Regions from separate parts of the Macaca mulatta genome. Here region 2 is linked to region 1. Evidence: chromatin contacts called from public Hi-C data. All regions are on one chromosome and are shown on one strand. Each heading gives the region's core, a stretch centred on a gene start, on an enhancer-like site or on the middle of the called end of the contact. The rest is flanking DNA. Distances are from core to core; before and after follow the strand shown.

Region 1 (5,666 bases), core at 104-2,603:
GTTTCTCCTTTAGATTATGCAGTTTTGCATCCCCTTCCTAGGCAGGCCCCTCCTCTCTAACTCGCCTGGGTATGTCCATGCCAATCTTGATTTCTGCAGCCCAGGCTGAGCACCGTGTTTGCAGCTCCTGTGTCACCAGCCTGGTCCTACCTGGTGATGAGTAAGGATTTGCCTGATTCCTTTAACACAGCTCAAACGTGGACCTATTTGCACACAAGTATATCAAGCTTTATAAAATAGCATCTCCTTGAAAAATTAACAAATAGCAGTTTTCAACAAATCATACTTTAAATTCAATGGAGGGAAGAGCTGCATGCCTACAGGTCTCTGTATCCTGTTGCAGGAAAAAATTCTTTTTTCAAGGAAGTAATCGCCCACCTTAAACATCTATTCTGTAAATCGAAAGTTCTGTAGGTTTTACTGAATGTGTTTTAAGTAAGAAACACACACAGAAGGTGCACTGTATCTCACCAAAGGAATAGGATGCAGTATCCTCCAAAATTGAAAGGGCACTTTGGGAGGTCAGGGGAAAATGGAGGGGAAGACATTCTAGCCATTCATTCATTCATTTGTTTCAAAACTATTTGTGTGCCAGACACAGTGTTAGGCACCAGGTGTGTTTCTAACGAGCTGCTCTTGCCACCAGGAAGCTAGAAGGCAGGTTAAAGCCAATTAAGATATGCCAAGTGCAGGGTGTTGTGGGGCCATCTCACCTAATCTTGAGTAGCTCAAAATCCAGGAATGGGGATAAACATGAAGGAAAATAATTACATTACTATGGAATAAGTGTTATATTTAAAGACTGTACAAAGTGCTCTGAGCACTTTGAGAAGAGAATTTGTTCATCAAATATTTTATTGAGCATCCAGTGTTACTGGATCTACAACGAAGAGCAAAACACACTCCTTGAAATTTACCAATGTTACAGTCTCAAGTATTTGTGTATGTGGTCTTAAATCAAGTACATACACTACATTTTTTATTGATTGATTACTTTAAAGAGATGTGATAAGTGTAATGAGTGTAATGAAGGAAGAGAACAGGATTCTAGTAGACAATTAGAGGGGGCCCTGATTGGGGAAGTCAATGGGATATCAAGGATTTCTCCTCCAAGTGGTATTTAAGCGGAGACCTGAGAGATAAATTGCAATCAGGATGAGAAAGATGGAGAGAAGCACCTGTGCAAAGACCTGAAAGAGGGACCAAGTTTAAAGAGTTTGAGGAACTAGGGGAAACAGGGTGACAGAAAGGGGGTGGTCCGGAATGTCTTTGCTGAACAGGTGGCCCCACTAAGGAAGACTTAGCACGTGCAGAGGAAAGACAGGTCATTTCAGACAGGACGGGCAGCACATACAGAGGACAGATCCAGGTCTGGGAGAAGCTCCTTCCGTCTTTGTGGTGATGGGATGGGAGGTGGTGGTGAGATGTTCAGGGAATGTGCAGAAATGGAGAGGGAAAGCTGGGCCAGATCATAAATGGCTTTAAAAACTACATCAAGGGATTGATTATACCTGCAGACCCCACAAAAGCACTGAAGATGTGCTAGATTATCTTCATTTTATTTTTTTAAAGCCCGTCTCCCATGCTTGTGAGTAAGGAGAGGGCAGAGGAATGCCTTCTGTATCTCTAGATCCTACCTCCTGCCCCCATTTTCAATTATGGGTGGTTAAGTTACATTCTATCCCTCCTTGCCACTTTGTTCCCAGCTCTGATTTGTGATCTGTGGAAGCTTTCATTTTGCCATTCTCCGATTCTTGTTGTAGTGACATTGTGCTATGGTCTGTTGATATGAGTGAGGGATCAGCAGCTTCTGAAGACCACAGAGACTCTAACTCAACCCTGCATGGTGCTTGCAACCTGCTCCTGCATTCTGACAGGAAGGTTTCACCCAAAGGTGTGAAGGATGAATCACCCCATGATGCAGATTATTTTCGGCTGCCAGTTGGCCATCCCTTATTGAGATCACAGAACTCAGAGGCTTGTGAGACTGTTTAGCCCAGCGCTCAGACTCAGTGGAGAAACTCATTAGCTCTATTTAATTAGAGAAACCAAACACTTCCAAACCTACTTTAATGTCAGCCTACTTCCCACCACCTCATTAATATATTTTTAAAAACTTTCACCTTTAATGTGGCAATGATTTTCTTAATTCTTTCAGTATTAGAACTCCAAGATTTAAGGTATTTAGCAAGAGAACAAGTAGAAAAATTACACAAGTGAGAGTCATGATTCTTTGAACCAGTATCTTTTGGTTATTACTAAATATGAGATTTTTAAACTCGATTTTCATGTATAACCTAGATGAAGGTGGTTGTTCTGGTTTAATCCTATAATGTTGCAATTTTTAGGATCATCTTTTTTTATATAGAATTTTACATTTTCCAAAAGGTTTTCCATCCATCAGATGATTCCCACAAAACACTGAAACAAAGTAGGAGCCGCTGATAATATCTCCATTCTCCAGATGAGGAAGTCTGGGCTGAGAGTAGTCAAAGGATTTCTTCGAATGGCAGCTCTATGCTTCAAGGTTGACAATGAGGACACAAATTTCAGGCCCAAGTGGCTTGAGATACTGCCTGTTGATGATAAATAGGGATGTTAGGAGGAGAAGATGGTTGTCTGAGAAAAGTGACAAATTCAGAGTAGGATGTGCTAAATTGCAGCTGACTAGAGAGCTGGAAGCTGGACGCATATTTGTATGGCTCTGTCATACAAAAGCTGCTCCAATACTGTGTAAGTGTGGTCTCTCAACCTGGAGGAGGCCAACATTTTTCTTGAGTCAGAATCTTTTCCAGGTAGCCTGAGAGCCTGCAGTTAGGAAATAGTTTCTTAATTCATCCTAGATACCCCTTTGTAATCCCTTGGTCTTTTACTCAAGCTGACCCCAACCCAGACTTAGGTGTAGGTGATACTGATTTCATAACATACTTTCATAGCTTTTACCTCAATTGATTCCCACAGCACTCCTGTGAGATCTGAATTCTGGTCTCTGTCAAATCTACTAGAAAATGGGACTCTGTTAAGATGCAGGGTTTTCCAGTAGGAAACAGCTAATGGTGGCATACTGGGGACTTGAAGCTTGGGCCTCTCTCTCCAACAGCATGACTTATTCAATCATTTCCAGTGAAACTCCCCCGAACACTTTCCTTTCCTCTTCCCTTTCCTCTCTGTGTAGCTTCCTACTTTGGGATCTTCAGGAACTCTTCCCACAGTCTAATGACCAGACCTGCTTTCTGGAAACGTTCTTATGTCAGTCATACATGTTTTACTATGATTTTAAAACTTTGAGTTCTCTCTGTTAAGAGTATACTTATTCTCATTATTGTCTTCTCCCTGCTGACTATAACAAATACTTCTTGAGCCCTTGCTGTGCTCTTGACCCTGGGAGTACAATGATGAACAATCAGACATCACCTACATCCTCCTGGATTTAATATGGTTGTGGCAAGAAAGCTTTGTTTCCTGTAAGTGGGCTTCAGAGATCCACGGAACTTATAGGCAACCATTTGTTCCTGCAATTTCAGGGTATTTTTAACCTTTAATTGTGGGTTTAGGAATATTTAGCCAAATACTCCTCCAGGTGACATATAGGCAATGAAGAGGAAACAGTACATAAGATAGTGATGTGACTTCACATTTTGAAACAAAGAGGCAGGTGGTTCTGCTGTCAAACTGAGCATTAAAATGTAACTGGGGGTGTAGGTGTGGGAGTTTCTCAATAGCCCTGGAAACAGCCAATATTTTGGTAGGTTCACAGGATTTTCTCTTTTAATAAAGGGGATTGCTTGCGTCTTATTACAGGACTAAACAGTGAAGCCAGGAAATAGTACAAGTTTCCTACTGGTTTTTGTTGAAATTTTGGAACAGATCATTACAGAACTGATTCATGGGCATTTTGGAGAAAAGGCACTGATCACTAGAAGTTAATAGGAGTTTACCATAAACAGGTTGTGTTAGACACACCCCATTGCCTTTTCTTATTATGCCACGCAATGGGTAAATCTGCAGGATGAGGAAGTTTTAGCAGTGGACTTAACACGACCTCTTGTGATGTGATTGCATATAAGCAGGTGAAATATGGGCAGGGTCATGTCTTACACACTGGTTTCATGGGCGGGTGAATAAAAATGACTCTTGAGCATGCTAACTGTTCCATGTAAGCTAGAAGGAGGTTTTTGGTGAGGACTAGAAGCCTTTTATTCTGTTCAATATTTTTTGTTAATTACTTGAAAGATTATCTGGAAGAGGGAATGCCCAAGTATAAAAATGACACCGGCCAGGCGCGGTGGCTCACGCCTGTAATCCCAGCACTTTGGGAGGCCAAGGTGGGCGGATCATGGAGTCAAGAGATTGAGACCATCCTGGCCAACATGGTGAAAACCCGTCTCTACTAAAAATACAAAAATTAGCCAGGCGCGGTGGCGGACACCTGTAGTCCCAGCTACTTGGGAGGCTGAGGCAGGAGAATCGCTTGAACCCAGAAGGCAGAGGTTACAGTGAGCTGAGATCACGCCACTGCACTCCAGCCTGGCAACAGAGGGAGACTCCATCAAAACAAACAAACAAACAAAAAACAAAAAACAAAAAAAAAACCAGACACCAAACTAAAACAAAAATCAAATACCGTAGACTAACACAAAGAGATGGCATAACATAGTAAGGAGAAAGAGTTCTGGCATTGGAGAGACCTTGCCGCTTGTCTCTGACCTCCTGACAGTGAAGTAACATTGAACAGAGGCTTACTGTTTCAAGAGTTCAGTTCCATCACCTATAAGGTAGGGATAGGATTGTTTGTGATTCAGATCAATATGAGAATTGAAAAAGAAGTGTGTCAACACCTAATATCATGCTTGGCACACGTTTTCAATAAATTAATAGCAATAACAATAATAACAGCAAATTGATATCTAAAATGATCTAGAACTTCTAGAACACAGGACAGAAATTAATACGATGAAGCAAATCTGAACTTAAGAGATATGTGTGGAGATGATATTGGAGGAATCAGGGCCACATTTATGACACTCAGGCTGCTAAGAATTGCTTAACACATGTCAGACACTAAAGAATGTATGTTAATGATGACTTGATTATCTGTGTGTGTTTGAGAAATCACAAAGGAGAATCTTATATTGATATTATATGAGTCTGATATATTCATATATATGAATGGCTGCCATATTGAAGAGAATATGGATATCTTTATTTGCATTTTCCTAAGAGAAAGCCAGGCTAAAATGGGTGGTAGTTAAAAGCAGAGAAAATTTGGATAATATTAAACAATTTTTCTGTAGTAGTCAGAGCTTTACCGTCATGGATCTGTGTGGCTTGTGGAACAGGAGACCGTTCATCACATCAGCTGGTTTTCCTTGTACTGAAAAACCAGGCCATGTTGGCTGCATGATGAATGTATTAAAACTTCATTTATGCATTGCCATTACTAAATATCAGTTTTGTGTTGGGCAGTGTGTTAAATGCTGGTGGCCAAAGGATAAAGATGTAACCTCCACCTTCCGTTAGGTCACAGTTAAGAAGAGAAGGTGCCCTAAGTCTCTTTGAGGGATCTGCGGAAGACTTAGACAATGAGTAGGAATTTTCCAGGTAGATATTCCACTGAAAGAGAGTAGCCAGTGTCAAGGTTAGAGGTGTGAGACATCATAATGGAT
Region 2 (5,360 bases), core at 394-2,893, 170 kb before region 1:
TGTATGGGCTCCGTGAGGGTAGGAACCATGACTACTGTGGCAGCACAGCACAATGGTGAAATGCGCAGGATTTGGGGCCAGGCAACCTGGGCCACTCCTAGTTCCTGGCTTTTCTGCTTATCCACTGTGTGGCTTTGGTTGAATTATTGAACTTTTTCAAGTCTTAGTTTTCTCATCTGTGATATGAAGAAAATAAATATGCCTACCTGACGGTGATGTGAAAAAGATTAAATGAGTTGGTATATGTCAAATCTGGAACATGGAAAGTGCTTAAGGAATGCTGGATATTTATTATTATTTTTATTTGTTACTGTTGTTCCCTTCATATTTCTAGTGCCTAGAACAATGTTATGTTATGAATAACATAACAGTTATTCAACAAGCAGATAATGAAAAACTGCAAAAGAAAGTTTGTATCCCAGCAGATACTTACACTGGAATTCATGAAAACTAAGGGTCAGAGAAAAATGGCAGAGGACTGAAATACGTGGGTTGGATTTGCAAACTTTAAGGCCTCTTTTGACATTTTGCCTTTACCAATAACAAAAACACATCTACTATACCGATAATTAACAATATTGGTATAGGAAAGAATCGTAAACAATTTTTAAGGCCAGTATCTTACTAGATTCCCACCCCAACCTTGTGGGGGAAAGTATTATTATGGTATCCACTTTGTAGATAAGGAAATAGAGTTTCAGAGAGAAGAAATATCTTGTCCGACCATCACATATCTGGTAAACAGAGGTGCTGAAATTAGAACTTGGTCTTCTGGCTCATTGTTTTTTCCTCTTCCTGGGAACAAACGCAAAGCTAATTCACCCTGGCACTGGGTCTCTGACAGAGGCAGTGGAGCGCATTTTGCAGAAGAGCCTGGTTTGTTTCCCTGACTGCAACAACCAAGTTAGGAGTGTAGCTCCTAGATATCTAGATTTCTTATGGTCATTCATTAAGAATCTCTCACCTATGAGTTTAGCTAAGGCTTTGTGAAGCTCATTTTCAGCTCAGCCTATACCTTGGTTTTGAATCCTATTTTCCTTGGCATATGAAATGTGCGTCACCTTCATTGTGCTGGGTTTTCCCTGGTGAAAGCTAAGCCGATACAACCAGTCCCTGCTCTGAGCGTGGAAACCGGAAGCCCTGAAGGTCTTTCAACCTAGTTTAGGCAAACTAGGCATTGCAGTTTAATTACACCATTGCTCAATTTCATAGATCCTTCAGATTGCCTTCAGAGAAAAACATTTCTCTCAATAATTCAAACCCCTGATAACTTCCTCTGAGAAATTACCAGCAGATTGCAAAAACAGCGTAGTTATTCACTACGTGACCTTTTCTTCAGTCCCATTGTCTTGTACCGCTCTGCAGCACTGCATATTTTTGACAGTTTTACCTCTAGTACCTCTTGAAATTTAATGTTACTCTGGTTCTCCTACACCTGCATCCTGGCCTTCTCTAAAAACTTCATAGCTTTTTCCTTCTCTACCTTATAACTTTGGACATTTCCCTAAGTCTAAGCCTGTGGTCCTCTGTTTTTTCTTCTCTCTCTTTTTCTTTCTTCTCGCCTGCTCTGCCAGTGTTGTGCTAGGCACTAGGAAACAAAGACATGTGAAACATCTTATCTAACCTCAAGGAACCCACAGTCTAGTAGAGGGCCAATGGATGTGTGAACAAAGACCTCTATGTTTAACACACTTTTGTGCTTTGATAGGAGTAGTTGGGCCTTGAGTTGAGAGAGAAGTATAGTAAACTGGGAAGGACAGAGAAGTCGCTATGAAAGAGATCTTCAAAGATGTCTTAAAAGATGAGTAGGTGCTCCTCATTCAGACAAGGAAAGGAAGGAGAGTTGAAATCAGAGTACAGCTTGTACAAAAGAACCAAGGGAAGAAACTTTGAGTTTCATTTTCTATATCTGTGGAGGTAAAAATACTTATGTTGCAATGTTGTTGAAAGCGTTGGCAATGATGTGTATAAACAGAGCCTGAAAGTTAGTAGATAATCAAGGAACGACTGATAGTAATGAAAACAAGCCCCCTTTTCTTATCAATCTTTTTTTTTTTTTTTTTTTTTTAAGATGAGATTGGAATAGAAAATTTTAAAGGCCTTTCCAAATCTCATATCCCAACATGTTGTAAAATCCTCTGGGGAAATTTATCAATGGTGCCATCCCTTCTCCCCCGTGTGTTCCCCTAATGCTGGCCACACCTCAGCATTGTCTCCCCTCTGAACACATTAAGGAACCATCAGTTTTACTGACCAACAAATGCTACCTCATTAACTGTATCTTACTGTTATATTAACTTTATATATGGGCTAAACTTGTCTCCTGTACTTGATTGTAAAATCCCTGAAACAAGGATGGGTGCCACTGGATTCAGAACAGGAATAATATATTTGGACTCTGACTCAGGTACCTACTGGCTACAGCTTGGGTAAATTGATTAATGTCCATTTTTTCATGTATTAAATAGGGAGCATGCTAATGGCCACTTTAAAAAATTATTATGATGTTTAAAAGAAATAATTCATACGGTGGTACTTTGTAAACTGTACAAAATTATGAATATAGTAAATTTATATAGATTTATTTCTGTATCTATATTAATAAGGACTGTTTTGGTTGCAACTAACAGAAACTCAACACAAATAAGGCTAAGCAAAAAATCATATTTGGGGAACACAACTGAATAATTTCGACAAATACCAAGTAAGAAAATCAGAACTATGCTTGTCTTCTCTCAGCTATGGTTCTTCTATGTAGATTTCTTTTTTTTTTTTTACCTGTTTTTTCCATCCCTTTACTTTGACTCTGTAAATGTCTTTACCAGTTAGGTGGGTTTCTTGTATGTAACACATGGTTGGATTTAAAATTTTTTTTAAATTTATTTTTACTATATTTTAAGTTCTGGGATAATGTGCAGAATGTGCAGGTTTGTTACATAGGTATACATGTACCATGATGGTTTGCTGCACCCATCAGCCCGTCATCTACATTAGTTATTTCTCCTAATGCTATCCTTCCTGTAGCCCCCTACCCTCCAACAGGCCCCGGTGTGTGATGTTCCCTTCCCTATGTCCACGTGTTCTCATTGTTCAGCTCCCACTTCTGATTGAGAACATGCAGTGTTTGGTTTTCTGTTCCTGTGTTAGTTTGCTGAGAATGATGGTTTCCAGCTTCATCCATGTCCCTGCAAAGGACATGAACCCATTCTTTTTTATCACTACATGGTATTCCATGGTGTATATGTGCCACATTTTCTTTATTCAGTCTAACATTGATGGGCATTTGGGTTGATTCCAAGTCTTTGCTATTCTGAGTAGTGCTGCAATAAACATACATGTGCATGTGTCTTTATAGTAGAATGATTTATAATCCTTTGGGTACACACCCAGTAATGGGATTTTTGGGTCAAATGGTGTTTCTAGTTCTAGATCCTTGAGGAATCATCACACTTTCTTCCACAATGGTTGAACTAATTTACATTTCCACAGTGTAAAAGCATTCCTATTTCTCCACATCCTCTTCTGCATCTGTTGCTTCCTGATTTTTTAATGAATCGCCATTCTAAGTGGTGTGAGATGGTATCTCATTGTGGTTTTGATTTGCATTTCTCTAATGACCAGCGATGATGAGCTTTTCTTCATACGTTTGTTGGCCATATAAATGTCTTCTTTTGAGAAGTGTCTGTTCATACCCTTTGCCTACTTTTTGATAGGGTTGTTTGTTTTTTTCTTGTAAATTTGTTTAAGTTCTTTGTAGATTCTGGATATTAGCCCTTTGTCAGATGGATAGATTGCAAAAATTTTCTCCTATTCTGTAGATTGCCTGGTCACTCTGATGACAGTTTCTTTTGCTGTGCAGAAGCTCTTTAATTAGACCCCATTTGTCAATTTTGGCTTTTGCTTCAATTGCTTTTGGTGATTTAGTCATGAAGTCTTTGCACATGCCTGTATCCTGAATGGTATTGCCTAGGTTTTCTTCTAGGGTTTTTATAGTCTTAGGTCTTATGTTTAAATCTTTAATCCATCTTGAGTTGATTTTTGTGTAAGGTGTAAAGAAGGGGTCCAGGTTCTGTTTTCTGCATATGGCTAGCCAGTTTTCCCAATATCATTTATTAAATAGGGAATCCTTTTCCCATTGCTTGTTTTTGTCAGGTTTGTCAAAGATCAGATGGTTGTAGATGTGTGGTGTTATTTCTGAGGCCTCTGTTCTGTTCCATTGTTCTATATATCTGTTTTGGTACCAGTATCATGCTGTTTTGGTTATTGTAGCCTGGTAGTGTAGTTTGAAGTCAGATAGCGTGATGCCTCCAGCTTTGTTCTTTTTGCTTAGGATTGTCCTGGCCATGCGGGGTCTTTTTCAGTTCCATATGAAATTTAAAGTAGTTTTTTTCTAATTCTGTAAAGAAAGTCAATGGTAGCTTGATGGGAATAGCATTGAATCTATAAATTACTTTGGGCAGTATGAGCATTTTCACAATATTGATTCTTCCTATCCATGAGCATGGAATGTTTTTCCATTTGTTTGTGTCCTCTCTTATTTCCTGGAGCAGTGGTTGGTAGTTCTTCTTGAAGAGGGCCTTCATATCCCTTGTAAATTTTTGGGCATCTCTTCCTGGGTGCCTCTCAGCAGCTGCAGGTTTGTATCATATCCATTTAATAACCTTAATCAAAAGTCGTTTTTCCCCCAAGTAATTTTGGCAAAAATCCAAGAATCAATTCTCCATGTACTGAAATGGGCTGCACCCATCTATAATTCAGTCGCAGTGGCTATTGAAGTTAGATATGCTGACTGGTTAAGCCTGGATCTACTCCACTGCTGGAACTTACATGAAGAAGATAGTTTCTCACTACATGGATTGACAGTGGGAGGGGTGGTTCCCTAAAGGAAAAGTGTGATGCTGTTGGCAGAATATGAGAAAGTAGGAGCTTATAAGGTTATAACTACAGCATCACTATAGTAGCCTTATAAATCAAGTCTCCAGGAGCTAAAAGGGCAGATACTCTTTGTGGATGTGCCATGAAGCACACATTGGGACAATGCTGTGACGAATCACAGCCCATGTCTTGTAAGGCAAATCAATGCATTCAACCAGAAATCTAAAAGAAGACAAATTGTGGAAAGTTCCAAAACAGGGATATTCACAGGACATATAGTGGGAGTCCAACCAACGTTTAATTGCTTTGATGTTGATTTCAAACTGGCCTAAAGTTTTCTTATACTGGCATTGGTGAGCATGAGAGTGAGAAAGTTCTGAAACCATATTTTTAAACAAAGTCTTTTAGAATAAAACATTCATTCATTTGAATACCTGTCTAAAAGCGGGAGGGCCTCTGATGAGTTCAGCCCAGGACAAGCTCAG

What was found. Hi-C and Micro-C count contacts between places; a contact is called where the count stands out from the background.
Region 2: a contact with region 1 is called in a Hi-C map of blood, with 4 times the contacts expected there. The contact joins two enhancer-like sites. A contact is called at or near these places in 7 of 14 Hi-C or Micro-C datasets (CD4 T cells, blood, cortical neurons and 4 more).

The regions. Positions count from the first base shown.
Region 1 is chr2:9,499,383-9,505,048 of T2T-MMU8v2.0, reverse strand. The region is part of intron 7 of TPRG1 (tumor protein p63 regulated 1); the gene reads left to right. Among named protein-coding and RNA genes, the nearest start is that of TPRG1, 190 kb to the left of the region's middle. Within about 2 kb of position 1,353, at least 5 of the 40 cell types and tissues checked have an H3K27ac peak or open chromatin away from gene starts, as enhancers often do. A contact at or near this core is called in blood, where this site is marked.
Region 2 is chr2:9,666,999-9,672,358 of T2T-MMU8v2.0, reverse strand. The region is part of intron 1 of TPRG1 (tumor protein p63 regulated 1); the gene reads left to right. Among named protein-coding and RNA genes, the nearest start is that of TPRG1, 20 kb to the left of the region's middle. Within about 2 kb of position 1,643, at least 1 of the 40 cell types and tissues checked has an H3K27ac peak or open chromatin away from gene starts, as enhancers often do. A contact at or near this core is called in blood, where this site is marked.